2 separate regions of the Mus musculus genome follow, and region 2 is linked to region 1. The links are chromatin contacts, called in public promoter capture Hi-C maps. All regions are on one chromosome and are shown on one strand. The core of a region is the stretch at or near the end of the contact, and the rest is flanking DNA. Distances in the headings are between cores, read along the strand shown.

The links. Promoter capture Hi-C pulls out the DNA fragments that hold promoters and counts their contacts.
Region 2: a promoter capture Hi-C map of the HPC-7 cell line shows a contact between it and region 1. The contact joins the enhancer-like site here to the promoter of Pla2g4a in region 1. A contact is called at or near these places in 19 of 39 promoter capture datasets (the 3T3-L1 cell line, 3T3-L1-derived adipocytes, the C10 cell line and 11 more), 1 of 484 Hi-C or Micro-C datasets (uterus), 4 of 115 datasets of contacts at active chromatin or transcription factors (acute myeloid leukemia, bone marrow-derived macrophages, embryonic fibroblasts and 1 more) and 3 of 9 other capture datasets (adipose tissue, liver and macrophages).

The regions. Positions count from the first base shown.
Region 1 is chr1:149,957,929-149,962,635 of GRCm38.p6, reverse strand. Pla2g4a (phospholipase A2, group IVA (cytosolic, calcium-dependent)) reads left to right here and starts at 1,346. Exons shown (of 18, transcript NM_008869.4): 1 at 1,346-1,445.
Region 2 is chr1:150,250,381-150,255,013 of GRCm38.p6, reverse strand. No RefSeq gene overlaps it. Among named protein-coding and RNA genes, the nearest start is that of Pdc, 67 kb to the left of the region's middle. Within about 2 kb of position 3,118, at least 34 of the 459 cell types and tissues checked have an H3K27ac peak or open chromatin away from gene starts, as enhancers often do. A contact at or near this core is called in the HPC-7 cell line and embryonic fibroblasts, where this site is marked.

The sequences.
Region 1 (4,707 bases), core at 97-2,596:
TTGCTAGGCCTGGGTGGCATGTGCTTTTGATTCCACGGAGGTGGTGGCAGGAAAGTCAGGCGTTCAAAGTCATCTGTTGCTAGCCAGTTCAGTTTGAGTCCAGCCTTGGTTGCATGAGAGCCTGCCTCCGACACCAAAAAGGAGTAAATTATGAAACGAGAACAAAAATGCATCCCTCCTTGGTTTATGCTTCAGGTCTTGCCTCCTGTTTTCTGCTTTGAATTTCTACTCTGACTTCGCTTCCTGATGGACTGTCAGGACCTGTATGCCCAAATAAAACTTTCCCTTCACAAATTGCTTCTGGTCAGAAAAATTTATCCCAGCAATAGAAAGCAAACAGAAGAAGAAAAGATGTGCTTTTAAGAAATATTGAGGATATTAATTAGGAGATAAATGGTGGCGTTGTAGAGAGGAAGGGGCTCTGCTAACTGCCTTTGATATGGAGGAAGCCCTGAAGGCATTCTAACCAGGGTACTTAGAGTAACAGGATTTCATGAATTGTCAGGACGTCTGTTTGCCTTGAGATATGGCTTCACTATGTAGCATAAGCTGACTTTGAACTCATACATGTTTTTTTTTCTACTTCCCACATGACAGTTGTGAGCTACCACGCTTGTAATAGATACAACACTTTCTTCACATAGAAGTTATTATATGCTTCAAATTAGATTGCAGATTCTTCCTGATTTGTTGTTACTTCTACGTCGGAACTTATGGGTTCTATTCTCTGAAAGGGCTTAAACAACTCAGAGGCTTTGAGTTTGGGGAGAAAGGCTTGAACAGGTTTGCTTTTCAAGGTTGTCCAACACTGTTCAACTGTAAAATGTATATGCGTTTTGTATTTGCGGTTTGTTTAAAACTTCACCTTTTAAAGACTCTAAAAATTCTCAACATAATGCATTATCTTTTCAACTTCACTTTTAGTCTTTTGGAAAAAAGAGGAAGTAGTGACTGCTTAAGGGCAAGCAGCAGCAGCAGCAGTCTCTCTCTCTCTCTCTCTCTCTCTCTCTCTCTCTCTCTCTCTCTCTCACACACACACACACACACACACACACACACACGCACATGCACACACACACACACACACACACATGCACACACACACATAGGCACGCACATGCATACCCCCAGGACCAGTTAGGTCACATGTTTTTAAAGCATATTTTCATGCACACCCCTAGGACCAGTTAGATCACATATTTTTAAAGTATATTTTCTGACTCGAAAGGCCTGTTTCTGAAAACTAAACATGTCCATTTAGAATGTTAGTCTTCACCAGAGGAGCTCGCTTGAATTCCACCTTAACATCCACAGAGACCAGCCCACTTCTTAGCCCCTCCTACCAGCCGGAGAAGACTTTCTAGAAGTCGGAACTGTGAAGGGCTCCCGACTGAGAGCCAGAAGGCACAGAGAAGCCTGAGGATTCTCATTTAACTCTGGGAACTGTAAGCAATGCATTTACTCTCCCTGCCTGCTTCCTCTTGCACTTTCCATCGCTATCCGTGGGCAGCTTCCCAGGAGGAAGGCAGCCACGCGTGCTAAAACTTCACTTCTTTCACTCCTCTGCCTCTGGGAAAGGTTCACAACGCAGGCTTCAGTTTCCTTCTAAGTGAGGAGGGTTTGGTTTCCTGGGTCTAAGAGCAGATTGGAATAAAGGTATAGGTTGTTTCCTTCAGCGGGTGCTGGGAAATTGAGTCTTTATAGAGAAGTGAGTTGGCGCGCCTTTGTGTCCCACGTGATGCTACCCAGTGATTCCTGACTCCTGAGTTTGAGTGCTGCTTGTAAAGATGTTTAGGGGCAGTTTGGTGACTCATTTAAATTTTAATTGATAAAAAGAGTTATGTTCGCAGAACATTCCTGGGTATTTAATGGGCTGCTGTGTGATGTGACTTATAACACTGAAAAACTAACCTTGAACTAACAAGCACCGCTGCTCTCAGGCTTTGGGTAACTTGTGACAGGACAACAGGTCAAAACAGTTTTTTGGAAAATATTCTATCAAGTTGCACACTTGTGAATATCATTTTAGAACTGAGGTTCTAAAATCTAAAAGATGGAAGAGTGAAAGGGACTTGGTTTTGAAATAAATGACTTAACATCTTTACTTCTTTTACAATTTGTAATGATTTAAATAGATTCATCACTTCAGACACTTGGTTATGAAAAATGCTCCTGATGTTAGCTGTTGGTTTAAACTGCTTTCACTGAAGGCTGGTGGAGAGCAGCATTAGAGATGTGCCACTTAGAAGGGGTGGATTCGCCCGGCATGGTGGCGCACGCCTTTAATCCCAGGGAGGCAGAGGCAGGCAGATTTCTGAGTTCAAGGCCAGCCTGGTCTACAGAGTGAGTTCCAGGATAGCCAGGGCTATACAGAAAAACCCTGTCTCGAAAAACAAAAAACAAAAAACAAACAAACAAACAAACAAACGAAACAACAACATAAAAAGAAGGGGTGGATTTTAGTATTATATTTGGGATTCTAATTTGGGAAAAAGGAGTGTATTTTGTGTTGCTTCTGTTTGTTGAATACATTTGAAATTGCAGTCAAAGAGATTCACAGAGAATTTAATGAAATAGACCTATCCAGTCTGAAATTATATCACAGATATAGTGAGACCTGGCCAATGAAGCTGGTCTCTGTTTTCATTGAGCTCACGAAGAGTTAAATTTTAAATTAAGCAATAATTGTGAAATGCATAGAGAAGTTTAATGGCCTTCTCTCAAAGTTTTACAAAACTTCCTCTAAGGAAAACATATTTTATGGGAAGAGACACTTTCATTTTAACTGTATACGTTTTTAAAATAGCATTTTATATTTATTTTTAAATAGAAAAAATAAAATTATGAAACACATGTCTTAGCCTCTCATAAGGTTCATGTCAGAGAACTAAATTGGCTTGTCTTTAACCCTTGTCTTTCCTACTGTTTTTTCTAGTCCTGAAGCAGATTGTTCGATTGTTTAAATATTAATAAACATGCTTGAGGAGTAAAAAAAGAGTAAGAAAAAAGTTGCCATGTTTGTTTTCCCTTCCTTTCTGTATATCACCACATCTCCCCACAGTATGCCATCATGCTGGTAAAATTATATATATATTTATATATACATAATATATATTTCTTTTTCTTTCTTTTTGATCTCTAACTCCTTTACAAACATTTTGAGGACTCAGGAGTTCTCCTAAGGTAATGAACACATGCTTGTCCAGTGCACACAAATTTGAAAGAAAGAAAGCAATTCACACATTTGCCAAAGACATGGGACATTTCATAAACCTCTGGATTTTCTTATCATTTATCAAAGTTAAGCAGCAAACGCTTTCACATGTGAGTAGGAGCTGCCCCACTGTCATACTGAGAATCTCAAGGGGCACTTGTTCACTGATAGCCACTCTAAGCTCCCTACTACCATGAATAGAACCACTTCCTAGAAAGCTAGTGACCTAGATTCTAGACTCAATTCCAACAATATTCTCCATGAAACATTAGGCCTATCATTGTCTTCAACTTTTGATGAGTCTTTTTGCTTAAACACAATATGCATAAGGGAGAAATTGATGCAAGTTTTTCATTGGATTCTGAAGTATATCTATATATTCTGCTTTTGTCCTAACTTTCTGAACTGTATTTCCCAGATTGATCGTGTTTTTTAATATTATTTTTATTACAAAAATAATTCACACTTATTGTCAAAAATCTTGTTAAATAATAGAAAAATTGCAAAGAACAAAATAAAAAAATACATACTTATTCTCCTCTAAGGAGTTAATTGCTTTTAAATGATTTTTGTCTATTTATTTACTCTGTTAATATTTATTGATTATCTAGCACACATTACCACATAGGGAAAGAATCCATGTATTTTCATTACTTTATGCTTTACACATTTTCTTTTATACTATGAGTATAAAAGTATATAATACTATGAGTATTATATAGAATCTACTCATAAACTCACAAATTTAGGAGTTAGATTTTATATGGCATTCTCCTTTGATTTATGATTTTATTAAAACATCTTTTTTAAAATAATTGTGACTCTATATTCATCCATACTTTTAGCAAATACTATTAAGTCTCTGCTCTGAGTCATATATCATGTAGGGGATGATAACCTATGAACTAAAGATTATGAGCTGTCTTCAGTTTGTGGATATGTTGAACTGACCAATTGTACATTATTGAATATTTAGATTGATTGTAAATATTAATCTAGAACCATTATATTAGTTTGTATAGCTCAGTATGATTCAGCCTTACAAGTGCATTTCTAGATAGCAATGAGATCATAAACTACCTAGTTACTTAATCTCCATATTGTTATTTTTTAGCTGTAAAATAGGAACAAAAATAAAATTCAGTATGCTGACAGTTCTCAAAACATTTAACAAAATGGCACTGAGTACTAGTTAATCTTTGCCATTTTGCTTTGGAAGAGTGTATCCATTCTTAAGGAGCTTGAGTAAGCTTAAGTAGCTTAAGTATTGGAGTTTGCCTCAGATAACATTGAATGGTATCATTCAGAATAAGAAGAGAATCCAGTCATTCAGACAGCTGCTACCTTATTTACAGTTGTATCTCTTTCTTAACCAAGTTTGGCAAATGTTCAGAATGGTTACTTATAAGGGTGTGTTCCATGTGACTTTAACAATTTTTTTCTCAGTGTTAACTTTCAGCCTAGCAAATCTGAACAGCTATAGTTCACATTAT
Region 2 (4,633 bases), core at 1,869-4,368, 290 kb before region 1:
GGATTTCTTAATCTATGCCTTGTGGTTTTGTTACAAATCTGATCTGAATACGATGTTCTTTTCTAACATCAGATAAGGATAAAAGCAGCTAAGATATTTGGGAACTTGCATCTTGACCACACACTGATGATAAGTGAGGCTTTGCTTCCTTGATGTTCCTTGAGACACGGAGGTCTCGAAAAGATGACTGCTCGTTACTGTAATGCTCGTGAACATAGAAAATCATCTCTTGTAAGGAAAAGATCAAGGAGAGTTTTACAGGCCAGAATGTTTACTCTTTAAAGGTGGAGTGAGGATGGCTTAAGAGTGTTTGAGATGCCTATAAACTGAACTCACTCCTCAAGGAATAGATAACTATGTGATGGCAGTCATAAGCCCACATAGTGCTTCTAGTCTGCCTTTTAGCAGGCATGCCTTCAAGGATCAGAGCAGCGGTTCACAAATGGCTGTGTGTGTTTTTGTCACTTGCAAAGTGTGTTAGACATATAGGTTCCTGTACACATTCTCTTTTAGCAGGTCCGAGGTGGATCCCAGGCATCTGTTTAGATTCCACGAAAGTCACATTTTGTGAAAGTTCATGCAAGTGACCAAGGACTGATAGAGATCCAGGGCAGGTCACAGTGATATTCCTCGGTTGGGAGGAAGTGGACTTTGAATTTCATTTTGGCATTTTTATACAGGTGTGTAAAGTACATATAGGTCCTATCTCATTATGAACCTTCTTTCCCACTTCTGAAGTCTACATGAATGATGGGAACTTCTCATACAGAAAACACATAGCTAGCATTGTGGTGCCAAGCGATCACAGTTAGAAGAGACCTTAGAAAGTGAGCTCACCATTCTAAATTGCTGGGTTGATCATTTATCAATATTTCCATAATGGGGATTCATCAAGGCCTATGGTTATCCAGTTTGGTTTGACTTTTGACCTAATCATTATACAGCTCACCCGTATACTAAGAAGAAACTTGTGTATCATATCATCGAGTTTTTACTACATATATACACGTTTTCTAGATTTTTATACTCAATCTTAGCTAAAAGACCAGAGGTGGTGTGTCACAGACTTTTAAAATTAATCATTTTATTTGTTTACAATTCAAATGATATCCCCCTCCCCTGTTTCTCCTCCACAAAACCCCATCAGATTCCCCCTCTCCCTCCTCCTCTTGGCCTCCATGAGAGTGCTCCTCCATCTGCTCACCCACTCCTGCCTCACCACTCTAACATCCCCCAATATTGGGGCATCAAACCTCCACAGGACCAAGGGTCTCTCTTCCCACTGATGCCAGATAAGACCATCCTCTGCTACATATGTATCTGGAGCCATGGATCCCCCCATGTATATTCTTAGGTTGGTGGTTTAGTCCCTGGGAGCTCTGGGGGGGGGGTCTGGTTAATTGATTAGTTGATATTGTTCTTTCTATGGGGTTGCAATCCCCTTCAGCTCCTTCAGTCCTTCCCCTAGCTCATCCACTGGGGTCCCCAGGCTCAGTTTGATGGTTGGCTGTGAGTATGTGCATCTGTATTGGTCAGGTACTATTAGAACCTCTCAGGAAACAGCCACACCAGGCTCCTGTCAGCAAGTGCTTCTTGGCATCAGCAATAGTGTGGGGGTTTGGTGTCTGCAGATGGGATGAATCCCTAGGTGGAGCAGTATCTGGATGGCCTTTCCGTCAGTCTCTGCTTCATTTCTTGTCCCTGTCTTTCCTTTGGACAGGAACAATTTTGGCTTAAATATTTTGAGATGGGTGGTGGCCGCATCCTTCAGCTGGGGGCTATGTCTATCTATACAGGTTGTATCTCCCCTTTATTGGGTATTTTGGCTAAAGTCATCCCTGTTGCATCCTGGGAACCTCTAGCTTCCCTGGTGTTTGAGACTTTCTAGACAACAGAGAACAAAATAACCCTATTAAAATGGGGGACAGAGCTAAACAAAGAATTCTCAACTGAAGATTCTTGAATGGCTTAGAAGCACCTAAAGAAATGTTCAACATCCTTAGTCATCAGAGAAATGCAAATCAAAATGACCCCGAGAAACCACCTCACACCAATCAGAATGGCTAAGATCAAAACCGCAGATGATAGCAGATGCTGGCGAGGATGAGGGAAAAGAGGAACACTCCTCCACTGCTGGTGGGATTGCAAGCTGGTACAACCACTTTGGAAATCAATCTGGTGATTCCTCAGAAAATTGGACATAGTACTACCTGAAAACCCAGCTATACCACTGCTGGTATACCTAAAAGATTCTCCCCTTCAGCTCCTTCAGTCCTTTCTCTAACTCCTCTATTGGAGACCCCATGCTCAGTCCAATGGTTGTCTGTGAGCATCCACCTCTGTATTTGTCAGGCCCTGGTAGAGCCCCTCAGGAAACAACTATATCAGGCTCCTGTCAGCATTAACTTCTTGGCATCCACACTAGTGTCTGGGTTTTGTGACTGTTAAACCCCAGGTGGGATTAATCCCCAGGTGGGGCAGTCTTTGGATGGCCTTTCCTTCAGTCTCTGCTCCACACTTTGTCTCCATATTTCCTCCCATGAGTATTTTGTTCCCAGTTCTAAGAAGGACCGAAGCACCCACACTTTGGTCTTTCTTTTTCTTGAGCTTCATGTGGTCTGTGAACTGTATCTTGGGTATCCGAGCTTTTGGGTTAATAATCCGCTTATCAGTGAGTGCATACCATGTGTGTTCTTTTGTGTTTGGGTTACTTTAGGGAGAAATTTTGATTGTTGTTTGTTTGGTTGATTACTTCTTAATGTGTATGTGTGTAAGACTGGATCTCTATATAGGCTGGGTTATATTCAGACTTGTAATCTTTCTGTGTCCATCCCCCGAAGGTTAAAATTATGGGCAAGTGCTACCATGCCTGGCTTTATGGTAAACTGTTGAGGGAGGAGCAGGCTATTTTTGCTTCTACACCTCTACTGTCAAATGTCTAACACTACGTTGCCAGTTGCCATTTGAGTCAAAGAAGCAAGTGCTGTGAAGTCACTAGGGGAAAGACAGACTGAATGACTCATCATTTTCTGAAACTCGAAAGTAGTAGTAGTAGAATCAATGACTGTTAGCTTCATTGTGGCAAAGAGAACTGAGTTCAGGAGACAGTGTTGGCTGGGTGGTTTATAATGCATAGTCACGATGCACACAGGAAGGGAGAGCCCTAAGAGCAAGCTGGGATGCCTGCATGTTGAGCTGTGCCAGTTTTGAGAACACTCATTTTTTGTTCTTCCTGAAGCTAAAATGGGGGGTTATATTTCCCCCAGTATTTATAGGACTTGTAGGGGTCCACACACTTTCTTTGATGGCCACTTCCGTTGTTACTTATGGGTGTGTGTTCATATTCTTGGCACAGGTATTTCTAAAGCAGTCTCAAAAGCCATGATTTCAGTGTGCTGGAATGTCTAGCTGTGCTGGGACTGTGTGAACCAGAGCTTTGGAGACTTGCTACCAAAATTGGAATTTCCACTTCCCAGAAAGCATTTTGAATTACTTAGACCTTTATTCTCTTATACAAAATTTCTTCTTCCCATAATAAGATGCAGTTGCTAAGTACCAAAAAGTACTTCAATTAAATAAAAAGTAATTTGACTTAATAAAAATTTACATCTTTTCAATTTTTTAGCCCTTGAACGAGTCAATTTCTCTAGCCTATTCCCTGTTTGTGTGAATTGGAAGGGACTTGTGTCACTGTAACAGATTGACGGCCTGAGCTTCACACTCCACAGGTAACCTTTTAGAATACTGCAGTGTTAGCAAAATTGAGACTATTTTCCCAGATTTTAGACACACTCTTTTTTTCCCAGTCCTGGACTTCTGGGTTTGGAGAGATACTTGCACAACTGAAGACATGTTTGTGCAGTAACAGCCTTAGCTAATAAGTGCTTTGGGGAAATCCAATGCCATTTTAAAGAATTTCTGAGATTCAGCCTTTAGACCAGTGGTTTTGAACCCGTGGATCATCACCCCTGGGGCTGTTGAACAAGCCTTTCATAGAGTCGCCTAAGACCATCTGTATATCAGATATTTATGTTATGATTCATAACAGTGACAAAATTACAGTTATGAAATAGCGATGAAAATAATTTTATGGTCGGGGGGTCACCACAACATGTGGAACCATATATTAAAGCATTAAAAACAGCATTAGGAAGGTTGAGAACTTAGACCCCAAAGTCTCCTTAGACTTTGGAGAATTAATTATTCCTTTCTCTAACTGGTTAAATAAAATGTACTCATAACTATTTAAAAGGAATATATACAACTGAGGAAACAGGAAAGCTTCTTGACAGAGCTGTCATACCAACTCCAGGAACCAAGAGGAAGCAGGATCCTAGTTTTCAGAAAGAGGACTCACTAAGGGAAAGCTTGCAAGAGCCACTAGCTGACTGAAAGCTGGGCAGGACAGCCACGTGAGAGGTTTGCCTACTCCCATAGTTCTGGAAAGGAAAATAGGGAGTGAATAGCTGGTGTGAGGGAGGAAGGGGGAAGAAGGAAGGAGGAAGAAAGAAAATGGGTTTGGCTTACCTGAGTCAGTTTCCCATCTATAAGGTAGAAAGTTAGTTCTGCAAATGTCTATCCCTGAGAGAGTTTGACACACACCTAGACATGTGGTAATGAGGTGATAGGGCAT